Regions from separate parts of the Mus musculus genome. Here region 1 is linked to region 2. A link is a contact called in public promoter capture Hi-C data. All regions are on one chromosome and are shown on one strand. Each heading gives the region's core, a stretch centred on a gene start, on an enhancer-like site or on the middle of the called end of the contact. The rest is flanking DNA. Distances are from core to core; before and after follow the strand shown. Region 1 holds the start of Ctdspl2 (CTD (carboxy-terminal domain, RNA polymerase II, polypeptide A) small phosphatase like 2). Region 2 overlaps Frmd5 (FERM domain containing 5).

Region 1 (4,118 bases), core at 1,565-4,064, 400 kb before region 2:
GGATGGTTGTGAGCCACCATGTGGTTGCTGGGATTTGAACTCTGGACCTTCGGAAGAGCAGTCGGGTGCTCTTACCCACTGAGCCATCTCACCAGCCCCCAATCATCAATTTTCTAACAGCAGGGGAAAAATAGCACCACTAGTTCAAATGAAATGTCTGTAAGGCACCAGCACTATGCACAACTGAATGTTCTAAAATATACCTATCCTATTTAGTATTCCTACACAATCCTATTATTGCAATACAACTATAGCACACATGAGAAAAAGACTAGATAGCACTTGGCAGTTTTCACATCCTTTCAAATCATGCATAGGAGACTATTAGGAATATAGGGACTGGCCTGGCTGTGGTGGCGCTTGCCTTTAATCCCAGGCCTCTGGAGATAGAGGCAGGTTGGATTTCTGTGAGTTCAAGGCCACCTTGATCTACAAAGTGAGTTCCAGTACAGAGCTGTGACACACACACACACACAAAATCATGTCTCACAAAACAAAAATTAAACAAAAAAAGAATATAGGGTCTAGTTGAATGTAGTACAATACTGATTCTGCTACCTATAAACTAAATTTTATCAAAAAACCTACCCCTAAAACATTGTTAAAACACAGAGAAAGCCTGCACCAGACATAATTTATCCCAATTCTTCTGAGTAACATAATTGGTCCCATTTTAAAATGAAATGACTCAACAAGGACTCAGGCTGTCTAAACTTTCACTCCCCAAACCCCGAAATCAAGCAGCAGTGAGGAAAGAGCAGTGAGGCCCAGGTCACTCCTAAATCTACTTCATATAAGAGCTATGTTTACCTTGACTTTCTTTATGACCTTGGGCTAAGTCTTTCAAATAAAAACTATAATGTTTGCATGTGCCTGCTTATTACTGAAATTTAATCCTAACATGTGAACAGCAAGTGAAGTACTTTAGGCTGCACCTATGAAGCAGAAGGCTACTGAGTGAGAAACATTAACTAATATGTAATATAAGCCATGTTTTAATCTTCCGTTTTATTCCAGGGGAGAAAACACCTATAATGCCCCAAACTCGACATGACCAAACCATTGAAAAAAAATTGAGAAACTCTATTAAAAAAAGAAAAATCAAAACAAAAGCCAGTAAAAACTAGCTTCCACATGCCATGTCACTGCTTTTATAGAGATAATTGCTGGACCACAAACACAAATGTGTAGCTTGGCATTTCATGAATCAAAGTAACAGGCAATCTACAATCTAAAACATGTAGATAAGCCTATCATTTCAAGGCACTAATTTGTATATGGATGTAACCGTAATCTTGGTATTGTCTTAGTAGCATGAGAAAGATAACACTCCCTGCCTTGCCTTGGAGTAGCATCTAAGAATACTCATGTCAGGAGCTTAGGGTAGTTTCCTGGCAGTATCTCAGTAGGTTTCTCCGAGGTACTCTGAGAGTGCCTAACGTCATTCACACATCCAGCTACCACTAGGGCGAGAAGTAAATAAACACTATTTATTTATGCAATTATTTATCACAGAATCCTGGTCAAGAACGCAAAGGTAAACTCATACGGACTTACCCAACGTAAACAACATGCTAAATAGAATTAAGATTCACCCTTAACTAACCACTACGGAAATCAGAGGCCTCCTACACACGCTGGTTTTTACTACCACACTTGACTTTAAAAAGTAGTAATGTCAACTCAACATTTTAGCAGTACAGAAAACGACAGAAGCTCCAAGAACCTCTTTCCAGATTCTCAAAGGATGTCTGTAAGAGCTCAAGTAGAGAGAGCAACGCCCCCCTAATGCACCCTACAAGAATGAAATACCAAAAACATTACGTGGGCCCACAAGAAGGTTCGAAAAGGCAATCTAACTTAATTAGCTATCGGGTCCACGGGGTCAGAGACTGGGAACGTGAGATGGGGTTGGGGGTGGGTAGCAAAGTGAAATCTAACCCCAGAAATCACAACACAGGCCGCAGCCTAAGAGCTGAAGCTGGCGGGAAGTGAGCTCCCTGGCCGTTCCCTGGGGAAAGTCCAAGCCAGAGCAGCTTCCACGACAGTGGACGTACAAGGCGCCAACAGTGCATGCCTACGGACGTTGCTGGAACCGCTGAGGGCTCGGCTAGAGAAGGGGAGGAGATCCCGGCAGACGGCCCTGAGAGAGGACTGAGCTTCGGAGCAACGGCAGCGTCTGGACCAAGGGAATTACCTTCACTGTGACGACAGAAAAGTGTCTTCGGGCTCCGGCGATGGTCCCGACTGCGCAATAGGTGGTGTCTTTCCCGCTTATCCCTCAGCAGCAACAGAACCAGCTCCTTCAGCCAGTCGCCATTTCCCGCCTACCGACCTGCTGCACCGCACGGACAGGGACCCGGATGGAAAGCGGCCTCCCTGCGCAGGCGCTCTGGCTCCCTCCTCCCCCGCCCGCCCCGATCCGGAGAGGCGGGAGGGAAGGAATGCGGGAGGCCTGGGCGGCAGCGGGGGAGGGGAAACCAACTTTTACTACCGTGAAGAGGCTGAAGTTTCTGCCGCCTTAGGGAACTCACCAGAGCGAATTCCTGACCAAAAGAAAAACAAGAAACAACAACAACAAAAAACAATGAAAAAAAAATGAGCTTAGGGCCCGAGGAGTTAGACTGGACTCAGCCTCCGATGGGGCTCGGAGCGTGGGGGACGTTTGTACTTCGGGGGCCTCCGTAGCGGGCTGCGGGGTGGTCGCAGGGGGAGTAGGGAGGAAAGCGTTAGCAGCGGAGGCGGGGACGCCGGGGGCGGTTTTCCCTCCCGCCGCTAACGGAACCGCCTAGAGCCGGGCGACAAGGAGAGCGCGCCCTGGCCTGGGAGGCGGGGTTTAAGAACGCGCCGCGCACCCAGCGGCCAGGGTTAGCGACTAGGCGGCGGTGGGTGGAGCCGGCGGGAAGGGGCGGTGCTAACGGCTTGGCGCGCTGGAGCGGGAGCCAGTGCCTTGCGCTCCCGATGGCCAGACCCAGCCTGGTCCCGGTGCTTTCGGAGGTTCGCGGAGTGTCCCCGAGGTTCTCTTCCTAGGTCACTTTGCTAGCGGGAGCCCCTGTTGCCCTTGGACCTATGAAGGAGACTCTTAACCCTTCCCTTCCTCGCGATGTGGGCAGTGATCCTGTACGCTTAAAACTCGAGTCTTTCAAATGGGTTTTCACACACGACTGTGGGCTCCATCTAGAATCTGGATGATTCTTAATCTTCTTGATGCTGAAACGCTTTTAATAGAGTTCCTCATGTATGATGACCCCACCAACCATAAAATTATCTTTGTTGTTACTTCATGGCTGTAATTTTGCTAGTGTCATGAATCGGAATGCAAATATGTTTTCCCATGATCTTATTCAACCTGTGGTTTGACCTCTTAAGGGTTGCAACCCACAAGTTGAGAAACACTGGTCTAGATAGCACTTTTGACTGAAATTCCAAGCTGATCTCATTATTCTATAAGAAATGCTGATTGAGACAGGAGAGGCTTGGACGCCAGTCTGAAGAGAACAATCCTAGGGTTTGCAGAAAAGAGCTTGATCCACGAGTTCGGAAGTCCTGATTCCTGCCTGTCAGCTCTTCTACTTCAGTCCTGAGCACAGTCAACATGCCTAGGGGTCAAAAGAGTAAGAGCCGCTCCCGTGCTAAACGACAGCAGTCACGCAGGGAGGTTCAAGTAGTTCAGCCCACTGCAGAGGAAGCAGGGTCTTCTCCTGTTGACCTGAGTGCTGGGTCCAGCTTCCCTGGTGGTTCTGCTCCTCAGGGTGTGAAAAACCCTGGATCTTTTGGTGCAGGTGTATCCTGCACAGGCTCTGGTATAGGTGGTAGAAATGCTACTGTCCTGCCTGATACAAAAAGTTCAGATGGCACCCAGGCAGGGACTTCCATTCAGCACACACTGAAAGATCCTATCATGAGGAAGGCTAGTGTGCTGATAGAATTCCTGCTAGATAAATTTAAGATGAAAGAAGCAGTTACAAGAAGTGAAATGCTGGCAGTAGTTAACAAGAAGTATAAGGAGCAATTCCCTGAGATCCTCAGGAGAACTTCTGCACGCCTAGAATTGGTCTTTGGTCTTGAGTTGAAGGAAATTGATCCCAGCACTCATTCCTATTTGCTGGTGGGCAAAC
Region 2 (4,742 bases), core at 625-3,124:
AGACACTTGGCTGTTCATTACAGAAAGCCTCAAATGACCTCAGGACCATGTCATGTATGTCTACAAACCATGCATTTCTAGAAGCCTGCCTCCCCCAAGCCCGGTAGACTCACACAGACTGGCTGAGAAATCTAGGATCTATTTGCCCACCAGCCTGTACTTCTGGAAACGGGAAATTATTACCTTCCCTTCAACACAGCCTCTCCTAAGCAGCCTACGGGAACTAGGGAAAGTGCCGGTACCATTTTCAGACATTTTAGGAGCTTGTCTCATTCTAGGGCTCTATTCCCTACCAGTCCTGTCTGCCCCCCAAGACACACTGCAGAAAGGCTGGGTGTCCCGTGAAAAGAAGTGAAGGAATCTAACAGAATCTCTGAGACTCGGGGACCACGGTTAAGAGAATTTGTTAAATATCTAGGCACCCCTCTCTGTGCACTAAGTGGTTCTCTCTCCGTTTCATCTCAGAGCAGGGATGGTCCCTAGCCGCAGCTGTCCTTCTATAACCCATGGCCCACGACTGAGCAGCGTCCCCAGGACACGAAGAAGAGCTGTGCACATCTCTATCATGGAAGGTGAGTGTGCGCTCCTGGAAATGACGCCGGTGTCTGAGCACTGTAAGGAGGCTAAGTTCCTCCCCAGGGGCTGTATTAGTTACTTTCTGCTGCTGTGATACAATTCCAGGACCAAGACAATGTATGTAGGAAAGTTTATTTTGAGCCAGGCACAGGCCTTTAATCCCAGGAGGCTGAGGCAGGCTGATCTCTGAGTTCGAGGCCAGCCTCGTCTACCGAGTGAGTTCCAGGACAGCCAGAGTTACAGAGAAACCCTGTCTTGAAAACACAAAGCATATCACGGCGGAGAGGCAGGGCAGCCTTAGCTGGCTTAGCAGTGGAACAGAGCTGGGCGCTAGCATCTTCAAACAAGCACACGGTAGAGAGAGAGCCTGAAGTGAAGTGAAGCCCAAGTGGTGTGCTTCCTCCAGATCCTAAACCACCTCAGCACTGCCAACTGGGCACCAAGTGCTCAAACACCCAAGACTCTGGGAGACAATCTCACTCAGACCAGAGACTCGAAAAAATCCTATTTGCTTTAGAGATAACAGCAGTCTCTTGGGTAAGAGCCCAGTGGGAGGTAGAGGTTCTATACAAAGGTGGGGACACAGCGGAGTGTTTAGTCCCTAGCAATGATGTGGCGGCGATCAGTACTCGGAGGCAGAGGAAGCTGAGGCAGGAGTTAAAGGTCAGCATAAAGTACATAGCAAGACCTCATCTCACACACAGAACTGCTCAGGTAGGGATGAGTATCATTCTGTGGGAGGGTCTCTGGTTTGTATTATTCACTTATGGCTGACACAGAACTCCAAGGAGAAACCTGGATAGGCGGATACCACCAAGGCCGGTGGTTGCTTCATTTGTAAAGAGGAGCCTCTCTCTGCCTGCTCGGCAACTGACAAGGATGCTAATGCACATGCATTGCTTTTGGTGAGGGTGAGGGTGAGGGTGAGGGTGAGGGTGAGGTGGCAAAGCTTCACGCTGTAGCACAGGCAGCCCTCCCACCTCAGCCTCCCAAATCCTGAGATTGAGTGTGAGGTACAGCACTTTAAAGAGAAGCCCTGCTAGGCAGTAATGGCGCACGCCTTTAATCCCAGCACTTGGGAGGCAGAGGCAGGAGGATTTCTGAGTTCAAGGCCAGCCTGGTCTACAGAGTGAGTTCCAGGACAGCCAGGGCTACAGAGAAACCCTGTCTTGAAAAAAACCAAAAAAAAAAAAAAAAAAAAGAAGAAGAAGAAGAAGAAGAAGAAGAAGAAGCCCTCCCGCCTGGCCTTTTGCAACTGTGGTGAAGTGCTGCTAACGAGCACAGCCGACTGTAGGGAGGAGCCATGAGGGATGGAACCAGGGCCTTCAAAAGGCACAAACGAAACCCCAAAGAACACGCTTTTGGCTGTGAAGTCAGCTCATTTGAAGGCACATCACAGAAGCCTTCTGACTTTTCTAGAAAAGCTTCATTTGCTTTCTAAAAATGGGGGAGGGGGGAATACAAAAACAACAACAACACAGCATTACAGTTTGAATGAAGCACAAAATCCCCACAAACAGGGACACTTTTAAAACAGTCTTGGAGGCCCAGAGGACACTGGGGAATGTCAGTTTCCTTTACCCACTGTGTCTGGACAGAATGTGGAGCTCAGCCAAGTGGGTTGTAGGACAGTCGGACATGGACAGACACAGCTCACTCCCAGCCCTGGAGCCACTTCTTCCTCAGTTCCTGTGTGACTTCAGTGCACATGGCCTAGATAAAGCCTGCCTGTGGCTTCAGAGCCTATTTTCTGGGACAGTTGTAGTTGGTCCACGGCCTTTCCCCTTCCCTCTGAGAGCCGGGGCCACGCGGGGCCTCGGGGAATGAGCTGCAGGCTGGCAAGCATTGCTTTTTATGGATGTAAGCACTTCTGGCCTATTCCAGTCCCCTGATAAGGATAGCCTCTGCTCTCCACGCTTCTCCCTCCTTCCAGCTCAGCCTGACATAAGGCTCTGGAGAGTCAGCACTCTGTCCAGGTGGAGGGCACTGCTGCCACGGCCTGGGGGGTGGAGATTCTTTGTACCTAGCTGGCTATTTCCTCTCCGTACCTCCTGGGCCTGGCTGGTGTCCCTTGAAGAAGGAACTGCCGTCCTGGCCTGCCATGGGAAAGAGTCTAATTAAGATTCAGACCAGAGTCCGTGTCCAGCTCCGGCTGACTAACCACTGCCTTCGGACCCTAAGCGTCCGCATCCTGAGGATGGGACCCCGGCTTCAGTGTAGGGTCCTAACAACTGTCCCCCCTGGCCCACTGGGAGCCACTTCTGGACAGAGGCATCAGCTAGATCACCTCAAAGGTAAATACACCTGTGCCACTTTGCCCCAGCGCCCGGAGACTAATGGGTCTGAGGAGGGGCAGGGTGAATGGTGGTTCCTATAGCAGATGAATCTTCTGAAATATGAAAACTTGTAGAAAATGGACATATCTGGACACCATTAAGGGAGGTAACTCAGACTCAAGACAAATACTACGTGTTTTCTCCCATGCAGATACTACCTTTTAATCTTGACATATGTGAGAGTGGTCCTAAAACCAGAAAGGAGACCATGGGGTGATGAGGGGTTAGGAATGTCGCTCAGTTGGGAGAATGCTTGGGTAACATGCACGAGGCTCTGAGTTTGATAAAGCTTGGTTGCATACATCTGTATTCCCAGCGTTTGGTGATGGCAGGGGGATTGGAGTTCAGTGTCATCTTTGACTACTCAGTGAGTTAAAGCCAAAGCAGGACTCAAGAGATGGCGCCTTTGAAAAACAAATGAGCCATTTTGAGAAAAGAGAATACAGTGTGCTATGAAATTGCACAAAAGGGTGCTGGGGTGGGACAGTTCAGGGAGCAGGGGAGCAGGGTGGGGGAAGGGCAACAAAAAGGGGTACTGGGGTGGGGCAGTTCAGGGGAGCAGGGTGGGGGAGGGGCAGCAAGAGATTGTTCAGAATTGCCATAATGGAACCTAATCTTCTAAATGATAACTTACAAAAAAAACCCCAAAAGCCATGTATTTGATTTAAAATACAAGACAAACCGTTTAAAGTGGGATGTTACTCCATAATCAATACTAAAGGTTTATGGTGATATTTCTGGATAATTTAAGGATACATAACATTTTGAATGAGATACATTTCATATACAACAAGAGATAAAAATGGATCCATAAAAAGGTTTTGAGATGGAGGGAGGGAGGGAAAAGGGAGAGGGTGGAGAAATGGGGAGGGGTGCTGGCTACATTTTCTTGTTCAGGACTGGCCTGATATTGAATGACCTTAAAGCAGTCTTCTGTTGAGAGGACAGAACATTAACATGCTTGGTGAACAACTGTGGTGGTCAGGCATTCTACTAGAAATGCCTGTCTGCCCATCCTCCTGTCTGCTGAGCTCACGGACAGCTTAGTAGGTGCCATAGCTTCTGACTCGATGTCCTGATGTCAGCCTCACTCTCCTTCCTCAGCCAGCTTAGGGATTAATCACAAGCCAAGATATTTTGTACTGAAGTGGCTGCTGGCACCAAAGCTGGTCATACTTGGGAGATCTGGCTGTCATAGATGTCCATGTGAGGGGACAGGCCTTTTAGAGGGTGTCATGTGCCAGGATCAGGCCACAGACAGGGCTTAAAGAGTTCTGTTTCATCAGTGACGCAGAAAGTATTTCTGTCATGCGTGCCAGCGGCCGCATCAGGAAATACAGAGAAGCCAAAGCATCCAGAGTTCTGGGGCAACGGCTCTTAATCCCAAGTTCCTTGGGTGCCTGAGTCCCAAGGCAGGTGCAGGCTGCAGACTTACTTATGTGCCCTGCATCCCATAGACCCCCACTGTGAGTCACAGGCTTGGATTCCATCCGCAGTTCTGCCTTGAGCCACATGACTTCTAACTATTCACCCCCTCCACTTTATGGAGTTGTTGAAAGACACAAATGAAAACTTTAAACATTTTTTTAAAATGTCCACTGGGTACTTCTTTTGCCCTGTTCTTGATGTCTGCATATGGAGTCCACAGCTACTGCTGCTGTACCGTGGAGCATAAGCAGCCACCTAAGGACCTGAGCTGACGCCACTGGATAGGAAAGAATGTTGTGACCCGGAAAGCTAATTCCTGTGCTTTTCGCCTTTCCAGGCCTTGAGTCGCTACGAGACAGTGCCCATTCCACCCCAGTGCGGTCCTCTTCCCATGGGGACACC

What was found. Promoter capture Hi-C pulls out the DNA fragments that hold promoters and counts their contacts.
Region 1: a contact with region 2 is called in a promoter capture Hi-C map of the HPC-7 cell line. The contact joins the promoter of Ctdspl2 here to the enhancer-like site in region 2. A contact is called at or near these places in 19 of 39 promoter capture datasets (the 3T3-L1 cell line, 3T3-L1-derived adipocytes, the C10 cell line and 13 more), 3 of 484 Hi-C or Micro-C datasets (the G1E-ER4 cell line, the HL-1 cell line and cortical neurons), 19 of 115 datasets of contacts at active chromatin or transcription factors (the NIH/3T3 cell line, T-cell acute lymphoblastic leukemia, bone marrow-derived macrophages and 11 more) and 3 of 9 other capture datasets (adipose tissue, embryonic stem cells and pancreatic islet).

Annotation. Positions count from the first base shown.
Region 1 is chr2:121,954,697-121,958,814 of GRCm38.p6, reverse strand. Ctdspl2 (CTD (carboxy-terminal domain, RNA polymerase II, polypeptide A) small phosphatase like 2) reads right to left here and starts at 2,814. Exons shown (of 13, transcript NM_212450.4): 1 at 2,198-2,814. Mageb3 (melanoma antigen, family B, 3) reads left to right here and starts at 2,723. Exons shown (of 1, transcript NM_008545.2): 1 at 2,723-4,118. The coding sequence starts at 3,596.
Region 2 is chr2:121,549,168-121,553,909 of GRCm38.p6, reverse strand. Frmd5 (FERM domain containing 5) reads left to right here. Exons shown (of 14, transcript NM_001360084.1): 13 at 466-572; 14 at 4,678-4,742. Among named protein-coding and RNA genes, the nearest start is that of Wdr76, 45 kb to the right of the region's middle. Within about 2 kb of position 1,874, at least 18 of the 459 cell types and tissues checked have an H3K27ac peak or open chromatin away from gene starts, as enhancers often do. A contact at or near this core is called in the HPC-7 cell line and adipose tissue, where this site is marked.